Linked DNA regions of Ovis aries: region 1 is linked to region 2. A link is a contact called in public Hi-C data. All regions are on one chromosome and are shown on one strand. The core of a region is the stretch at or near the end of the contact, and the rest is flanking DNA. Distances in the headings are between cores, read along the strand shown.

What was found. A called contact is a pair of places that touch in the nucleus more often than the background predicts.
Region 1: a contact with region 2 is called in a Hi-C map of hypothalamus, with 2.9 times the contacts expected there. The contact joins the promoter of LOC101119975 here to the enhancer-like site in region 2. A contact is called at or near these places in 8 of 16 Hi-C or Micro-C datasets (blood, hypothalamus, muscle and 3 more).

Annotation. Positions count from the first base shown.
Region 1 is chr3:137,066,665-137,071,356 of ARS-UI_Ramb_v3.0, reverse strand. It overlaps LOC101119975 (tubulin alpha-1A chain), which reads right to left and starts at 2,043. Exons shown (of 4, transcript XM_027967377.2): 1 at 1,434-2,043. It overlaps LOC105614728 (tubulin alpha-1C chain), which reads left to right and starts at 1,748. Exons shown (of 8, transcript XM_042246769.1): 1 at 1,748-2,189.
Region 2 is chr3:137,023,349-137,027,492 of ARS-UI_Ramb_v3.0, reverse strand. It overlaps LOC105614728 (tubulin alpha-1C chain), which reads left to right. Exons shown (of 8, transcript XM_042246769.1): 4 at 3,353-3,507. LOC114113988 (a long non-coding RNA gene) reads right to left here. Exons shown (of 4, transcript XR_009600228.1): 3 at 413-4,144. Among named protein-coding and RNA genes, the nearest start is that of PRPH, 80 kb to the right of the region's middle. Within about 2 kb of position 1,507, at least 38 of the 54 cell types and tissues checked have an H3K27ac peak or open chromatin away from gene starts, as enhancers often do. A contact at or near this core is called in hypothalamus, where this site is marked.

The DNA of each region.
Region 1 (4,692 bases), core at 794-3,293, 43 kb before region 2:
AATTTCCAAAATGATTTCTAGTAATATACAAGTATTCTTTGAATTTATTTGAGGTCATATTCCTAACATAATAGAAACAGTTAAAGAAAAGCACTTGCTACAAATGCTGCAGATGGGTGTGGTCTGGATAAGGCTGCACTGTTAAGCACATGGTGCAAGCCGATTGTTCCAACAGCCATACTTGAATAGAAGATTTTTCATATTTAAAAAATAGTCAAGCACAAAATTTTTGTAAAATGAAGTAATTTCAATCACTAGTTAATTGCAATCATTATTACTGCCTCCTTCACCTTTAAAGATGAACATTTTTTTGATAGGACTTGGTATTTCAATATGGACATCTGTACTGCAGCTGAGGCTAGAAGCCACACCCTTCTGCAGTCTGTCTGCAGAATCCATCAGTATTAGGGGGTAGAAGCTAAACAAGGACTGTCTCCTGCACTGCTGCATTTGCTGTGCCTGGTGCCAGCCTGTACTGTCTGCTACATTATTTAACAGAGCAAGCTCTATTTCCAGCAACTGCCTACATGATCTCATTGTGCTATCTGCCAGTTTTCCTCTTCTGACCCAGCCTGGGACCATATGCCTAAACTGAAATGAATTCATGAAGATGCACTAGAACAAAAGACAGCTACACAAAGTATAAGTCTTCTTTGTCTGCAGCATTTTCATTATTTAAAAAAGTTTTCCCAGAATCTTCTCCTCTGCAAAAAACTGAAAAAGTATTAGTATCTTTAAAACAACAGTTCCTAAACTAGAAATAAATAGAACATGAAAAGCTACCAAGCTTAAAGCCCAGTGAAATAATTAAATATTTATATAAAACAACAAAATAATGTTTTCATTCTGAAATTTCGTACCCACCACAGAATACTCATGCTCATTACATTCAGTAGAGTGTCCCCTCCGTAGCCTTTACGGTTACAACTTCCTTTGTCTGTCCATTGTCTAGTCACTGACAAACGGGGGCTGGGGGCGGGGAAGGGCGTTTCCCTGGGTCCTCTGCATTAGAGCACCCTGGCTCACAAAATCGGCTTTTTCTCTCGCTGAACATGCGATCAAGACAGACACACAGGAGTCAGCCAGGGCGGGGCGGCCCCAGACCAGACGTTAAAGGGCTTGTCATGTGAACTGTGACTTTGCTCCTCAAAAAAAAAAAAAATCTAAGTTTTGACAGTGAATGAAAAACCTTTTAACGCCTACGGTTCTGTAAAGATGAAAGGCTTGTTAAAAGTCTTTCTGACAGAGGAGGCTTAGTGAGGACGAACCCCTCCCAGCGGCTCCAAGGCGAGAGAAGCAGAAACAAACAACTCCGCCCCTGCGCCGCCTCGACGCCGGCCGCCACAGAAACTAACCATTTTGCCTGTTAATACATGGGTGTCTTTCTAAAACACCAACGAACTGGCGAGGGATCCTTTTTTTTTAATACTAACCTCAGGCTCCGCTTTGTCCCTTTCCTTCTCTCCCCGAGTCTTCTTCCCAGCTACACCCACCGACCCCCGTCTTTTCGGTCGACGAATCCTCTCCCTGTCCCTGGGGAACAACGCGAGGAAGGGCTTCTCCGAGTCACACGACTATCGTGCGCACACGGGGGCCGAGCAGGCGACGCCAAGACCGCCCTGCCTGCCCCAGCCCCTTTCTTGACCGACAGATGGGCTGCTGCACGCGGCTGCCAGGGACTTGGGTAACAAAACCTCCCTAGGCGCCGCCTTTGTTCCCCCTCACTGCTCAGCCGCGCCCTGGACTCAGTCGTGGTGGGGCTCCTGCACCCCGCACTGCGGCGGGGAGTCCGGCCGCAGACAAAGCCAAAACTCGCAAATAAAATGTAAAGCTACTCTTACCCATCGAGTTGTAAAGGACAAAGGTTTTAAGATTTTCCAAGGAGACCCTGGGGAGGCTGACCCCACCCAGCGTCACAAAGAGCCGGAGGAGACACTCTTACCATAGTTGCTGTTTTGCGGCTGCCGAGCAGATGGCGGAGAGGAGAAGAGGTTGTTACTTCTTACAGCGCGACTCTTAGGCGGTCGATGTAAGAGAACCTGCGGCACATGGGCGTCTGAGGCTCCCTATATACAACTCGGTCACCATGGGGATGGGCTGGGGCCTTTTCCTGTTGGTCCAGACCCCTCAATCTGCCCAGAGGAGCCGCGACAGAAGAGTGGTGATTGGTGCATGCGACATGGGATGAGGTAATCTCTCCCCCACCCCTTTTCCCCTAGCATCCATAGACTGCTTGCATCCTTCAGACAAAGAGACCGAGCAAAAACAGTCAGCCGAGCATCCATTACGGGGTGGGGTTGGGAAGGGGTGGGGGGAGGGAGGGAAAGAGAACTGGAGTTGGGTGACTTTATATTGTTTAAACCTCAAACTGCTGTTAAAATCATCAATGTAAAGGTTTTCCTCCCAGCATTTAATCGCAGAATTTGAGATGAAATATTTTAATAGAAAATTACTTTCAGCTTCTCCCTCAGAGTGTGCTAAACCCACATTTGGTGAAGATTCAGTATCTCTAGTGCTTTAAAAATAAAGTAGAAGAGAAGATGGGAATGATGCTTAAAATGGCTTGGGTAAATGTGTTTTGTTTTGTTTTGTTTTTTTAATTAAAAAATTATTCAATAACCATCCAAAATGGTTTCTCAGGTTCAAGTAATTTTTTTTCAGACCTTCTTTTGCCACCCTCTCCCTAAAAGCTAAACAAAAACACTAGATGAAAAGAACAATCAATCTATGGAAGCACACAAGTAGTTCTAACATGAAGATAATTCAGATCTAATGAACACACCATACTTACTCTACTGGAAATATTCCAGAAGTCTATGTTAATATATTTTATGTCGTGTATTGTTGCTTAAAATGATCATCTTTTCTAATATAGAATTGAGAAAATACAAGGAGAGAGAATTGAGTTTAGACGCTAGTACTACCTGTGCATGCAGTTATATTCTGCATTGTTCTCTCTTCTGGAAAGAGAAAATTACTGGGATACCACATTAGAAAGGAAGAGAGTTGTATAGTGTGAAAAAGAAGACTATTTTGTAATATTGTCTCCTTCCGTAGACAACTGTGTAGATGTCACCTCAATAACTGCATTTTTTTTTAATGTAAATCTTATGTGAATTCAGTAAATTCTCCTCCTCTAAGATTGGGCTTCAAACTGTGGGAATTGTAGCCAGCCTCATACAGCTGCTATTCAGTCAGAGACACTGGTGGTTGCTCAACTGCCTCTTGGGACAAAAGGCTTTGCTTAAGGAAGTGGAGTGCAGTAACATTCTTTTGCTACTCAGAAAGCTTCCATTATCAACAAGGATGTACAGTGCAGAATATGCCTCTGGACTGGGTACCATTTGACGTTGCTAATGAAATTTCAGAGGTAAAGAGGTTTGCTGTGGCCCCTGAAGTTGAAAATATGCATTTTGGCAGATAATTTTTCCTTTTGGCTTTTAGCAAGAGATTTTCAGGGTCGGCAGCACCATTTATAGTGCTCTGCAGAATCCATTCATTCCTGCTGGGCTGGCAGGCAGTGCTTGGGCGTGGGAGGGAGGGACTTGAGACAGCTGCTGCAGGTTGTGCTGTGACAGTGGCAGCCATGGATTTTTCTAGCCTGCCAGCCCCAGCTCTGCTTTACTTGTTCAAATTTGCTGCAGTAGTGTTCTCTAGGAAAAAACAAGCCCTGACACAAGTAATTCTACCTATTTCTTGCGTATTTTATAGGAAAAATAGTCTCTATTATCTTATCTTTATACATCCCTTTTGCAAATAGAAGTATATTTCAGTAAAGAGACAGAGGATTAAGGATGACTTGGAGCTTTTTTTTCCTCAATCCAGAGATACACTTAACGAAAATAGGAATTAAATGTCATAGGGAAGTATAAGGATTAATAAGTAGCTCATTGAAAATACTTCTTTCAAAAATTTAATAGTGAAATAAATCACACACTTTTGGATCATGATACAGTATAAAAATCTCCTTTTTTGGAATGAGAGACACCATTTTGAATTTGATTATCTTTATAATATGAAAGAAATATGTCATTTCCCCAACAGCCTCCATTCTTTATGCAATTTACAGAGGATTCAATAAGAGAGGGGCGGGTTCATGCAATTGATTCTTTGTAATTCTATCTCAGAAACATTCATGAAATGCAGCTTTTTTCCCCCCTCCTCTTGGCCATAAGTAACAGTAAGATCTAGGTCAGAAATCAAATATATGAATACCGTTAATCTTAAATATATAAATGGAAAAGGAGGGGAAATAATAATCTATTATTTTTGTTCCTCATTATCTGGCTTAATAGCATGCAAACTATGGGAAACAAAAAACATTTTTTTACTAGATCATTTTTTATATTTACTGTCAACTTTAACTTACATCAGCATGCATGTATAAATATTCTACTAATGTATTATTTCTCGTCGACAGTAAAATTAGCATAAAACATTTTTCTTTCATAGTATTTTTGGAATTTAAATTATTTATTGGATGGTCTGTATCTCTCCTCCATTACAATGTGAATCTGAGTCCTTGACAAATTGCCTAGCATATGGTAGTCATTATATACATGTTTGTTGAATTAAATGAATGATTTCTTTCTGTGCATATTTTCATTAACTTTTCATGGTTAGTAGTTTAGAGGTATTTAATAAAGCATTTTCCTTTTTTATTTAATAAGCATTTACTTGCTGTCTACAATA
Region 2 (4,144 bases), core at 258-2,757:
ATATATGTGTGTGTGTGTGTGTGTGTGTGTGTGTGTGTGTGTGTATATATATATTTTAAGATAGAATTCCCTGAGCACCTACTGTCTAATACCTGCTGGCCACACTGCAAAACATAAAGGAAGTGCAAGCAAGACATGGCTCTTGCCCCCAAAGTGCTTATTAGTTGTTAAATTGCAATGCCTTAATGTATGAGCTTAACACTGGAAAGACCTTTGAATCGGTCAGATGAAAGGCATTCTGTAATATACCCTCTGGGTAACAGGTAATAACCTAAACACAGGGTAGTATTATGACTATACATGTCCAGTGCTATTTTATCCAATTTTTCTGTTAATTACAAAGGTATATATAATCCTTTAACACCTGCTCATTCGTTTCTTGTCTAGCTTCAGAATCATTTTAGAAGCTTACCTGTAGAACTTGGGCCATCAGATCACGTACTTACACTGGGCTGCTTCCCTGGCTGGAGGTTGTTCTCACTTCCTCGCTTCCTGAATACAAATGTGCAGATATTCTGTTACTCTGGACAAAATACCTGACATTTAGTGAGTACATAAAATCCCCAAAAGTTGGAATTGTCTTAAAGAGCCTGAGGATGCCACTTGAAGGGACCGAAGGTACTTTATTTTGGGAGGAAATGAACCTATAGCATTTCCAAAATATTAGGCTAGCCCTCAGCCCATTAAGCTTCCTCTGACCAACAGAGCCCATTTTCAAACAGAAATTCCAACTGGATATAAAAGGCCACCTCAGCTGTCAAGCACGGAAGCCATGTGTAGCTTTGGTTTAAGAATCAGTCCAGGGAGAAGATGCTCTGAGTGCCTGGGGTGTGGCAGGCCTATTCCTGATACAAGAACAAACATCCTTTCTCTTAATTCCACACATAAGTCAGACAATACTGAATGTCTTTATCTTTAAAGGAGCTATATTAAATCATTCTTATGAGAAAAAAAATCACTTGTAATATAAAAAAGTGTGACTTCTCAGAGAGCCCTTATTTCTTAGCAGACAAAGGAATATGCTCATTAAATCATACCTGTGAGGAAGAAATTATTAAGAATAGAGTGCACGACATCTATTATTAGGTTGAGAAGGATTCAAAGCACTGTCTCTATTACCCCTTTCTGAAGATGACCTTTCTTTATATTTTTATTTGATAAGGAGGGGCATCTTTTTGAAATTTTTGCCTAGAAACCCAGAATAAAACTTACAGCGTGTTAGAATTGTAATGAGTTTGCCCCTGCATTTCACAGTCAGAGTTCAGGGCTCTGAAAAATATGCTGTCCAAATTTTTATTGGGAATTAACATTTTTTCGCCTTCCTCTGAGAGATGAAAGCAGCTGGTTATGAGACTTAAGAGAGAGCCTATTTTCCAAGGAAGAACAAAGAGAAAGCAGGCACCCCTCCCCCTCGGAAAAGCCACTTTGCCTTGTCGGAGCCGACTGCTTCTGAGGACTGTGACAGGAGAGGCTCAGAGCTGTGTCCCTGCCGACTGGTTTACTAACGCATGGTTCAGCAGTCCTGGGGATGGGGAAGTGTGTGCCCACGCGGTGTTAATGTTATCAGCTGCCCTGTTCCTGCGTCCTCTCCCCAAGGACACTTTTGTAACACTGAGGGAGACAGCTCCTCCTTTATTTCTGTTTCTCTGCAGATAAACAATCGTCAGGCATGTCTTGGACCCTGTCCCTGACTCAGTCAAGTTACTGTATATCCATTACTCTTCTTTGTACTCCAGACACTGTGCTCTCAGTGTTCCTTTGGTTGGATCCAGATTGTGAAGGCTACAGTAGTCATAAACAGGACTTGGGGGCCCAGCTTTCCTTCTTTCTGGACCCTCATGAAGCTTCTCCTTCAGTCAGGTTCCTAATTTCTGGTGCTAATGCTCAAAAGAGAGGGCCTGCTTTGAACCAGAGCCTATAATAAATGCCTGCAGCTATGCCTTGATGGGAGATGGAAATTTTCATGTCAAGAGAACATCGATCTGATAAACAGCATGACTAATCTAAATAAAATTGTCCACCTATGGGTCTTCACTCCCTTAAAAGAAGACATAGAGGGGTGTACAACTCTTAGGCTTAATGCACTGAATCTCTGCAAGTAGAAGGGAGGAGAAGGTTATTAGCACACCGTCTGGGCAAAGTGAAGGACAGGGCTCTGTAGGGGAAAGCATCAGCTTAATGAAGGGCAACCTAAAACTCTATACAGCATAAAAGGAAGGAGGCTGCGCTTTGGCATCATCTTGCAGGTTAACAGTTCCCAACAATCGCGCTGGGTCAGGAGCAGAAACGCAACCGTCATCTTCTATCCGCCGGCTTCAGCCATAGGGGGAGAAAGGTGGTACCACACTTTTCTCCCAGTGGATGACGATGACGTATTCTAGGCCGATGACTGCGGAGGCTCCTGTCAAATGAGTGAAGAGAAAAAGGAAGTGGGGAGAGGAGGAGGGACTCTAGAAATGAAACTGCAACAACCCTGGAATAAAAATGAGGGGCCATAATGAGAAATGATAAGCACAATCACCTTGAAATTCAACCTTCTGCCCGTTTTTTTCCAATTTGCTTCTGATCACCTCTTTTATTATTTTGTAAATAAAGCAGGGTGGGATAAATGAAAGAGAGCACCTATAGGGTTCTATTTTTCACTCTCCTTTATGAATTGCTTTAAATAACAATTATACCATAATAATAAAATCCACCATTTTTGGCTTTAGGAAGTGTTAACAACAGTGAAGGTCTTTGAAACACTGTGTTCCCAAACCACAACGGGCCTCTAAGATTTCTCTTCTCTACAGAAAGACTTATCCGGTTGTGCCCATTACATTCAGCTTTGTTGGGGAAGGGGCATAACGTGCAGCATCTTGACTGTAAATGTCTGTGGGGAGTAAGTGTCCAGGGAGCCACGCCGCAGCCTCTTGCAAGATCCGAGCTTTTTCTCTTTCGACCAGCAGGCGGCGCTGTTTTCCACGGCCACCGCCCCGCCCGCCTCTAAGGTCACTTCCGCTGCGGCCCAGCGAGGCTCTCCCTTGCCCCTCCTTGTTGGTCTATTTGAGGCTGCCTTTCTTCACCTAGCACACCTTGCTAGCGTTTCTGAACCACTGTGCTCTTGTGACAGTTTATGCTACTTGAGAGCTTCCTTCCTGAATCATTTGTGAGAGTGGAAATTCTTAAGAAAACAAAACAACCCCCCGCCCCCAAACCCCGTATTTGGTATTGCGTCATCGCTGATTTTTTTTAAACATCTCAAATGCATTTCAATATAAGTCAAATAAAAAAAGCTTCTGACTCAACAAAGAAGACAATATATGTTGAAACAATGCTTTAAAAAACAAATTCCCCTTCCTGTTTATTCCAGAAGCTTCTCCTGGTTTAGAGAGCGGGTCGCGAAAATTCAGCTGCGGCGCCATCTGCTGGAAGCGCCGCGACGCTGCAAGGAGCTTGCCGGGGAAGGAGGAGACGGGCTGCAGGTGAACGTCCGACCCTTTGCCCAGAGAAAGCCCTGACACCAAGGTAACAGTCAAATACAGTCCGTTTATCTAAAAAGAGACCAAATTGACCCTGCAAGAAAATGGCCTCAGTTTTGAGGAGCCCTCCGGCCTAAGTGAACTGGCATATGTTATATGGGTGTTAGGAAAACCTGGGGCTTCCCGAGAAGAGGAGGCTTAATTCATTTCATTACCCGGCCCCCAGCCTGCCATGTTCTCAGGTGCAACGCTGAAAACTAAAACCGTATTTTCCATCAGTGCACATGAGGAGGTATAAGGTGCACAAGTCACAATGTATTTGTTCTGTTGAATGGAACTGATTTTGCTGAATGGAAGGAATTTTAAAAGATGAAGAGGGTGACAGAAATTAAATTAATGTGGGAGTGGGGATGTGTTGGAATGTGGCCTTGGCCATGGTTTGATACAAGGTCACTAAGGCACACTACCATTTCCAAACTCTTAAGTCAGTTCTGATTTACTTGATGATTTTTCTATTTAGGAGACTGCAGGTTTTTTCCACACCAGGATCTAAACCTATTTGCAAACACATTTATATACATACTCCAAAACAAACCTCAATTTACCATTGCTGGGAACTTTGTTAAAGGCTACAATCAGAAAACTCCTGGGGAACTGGAAGAAAGCAGGATTTAGAGCAGAAA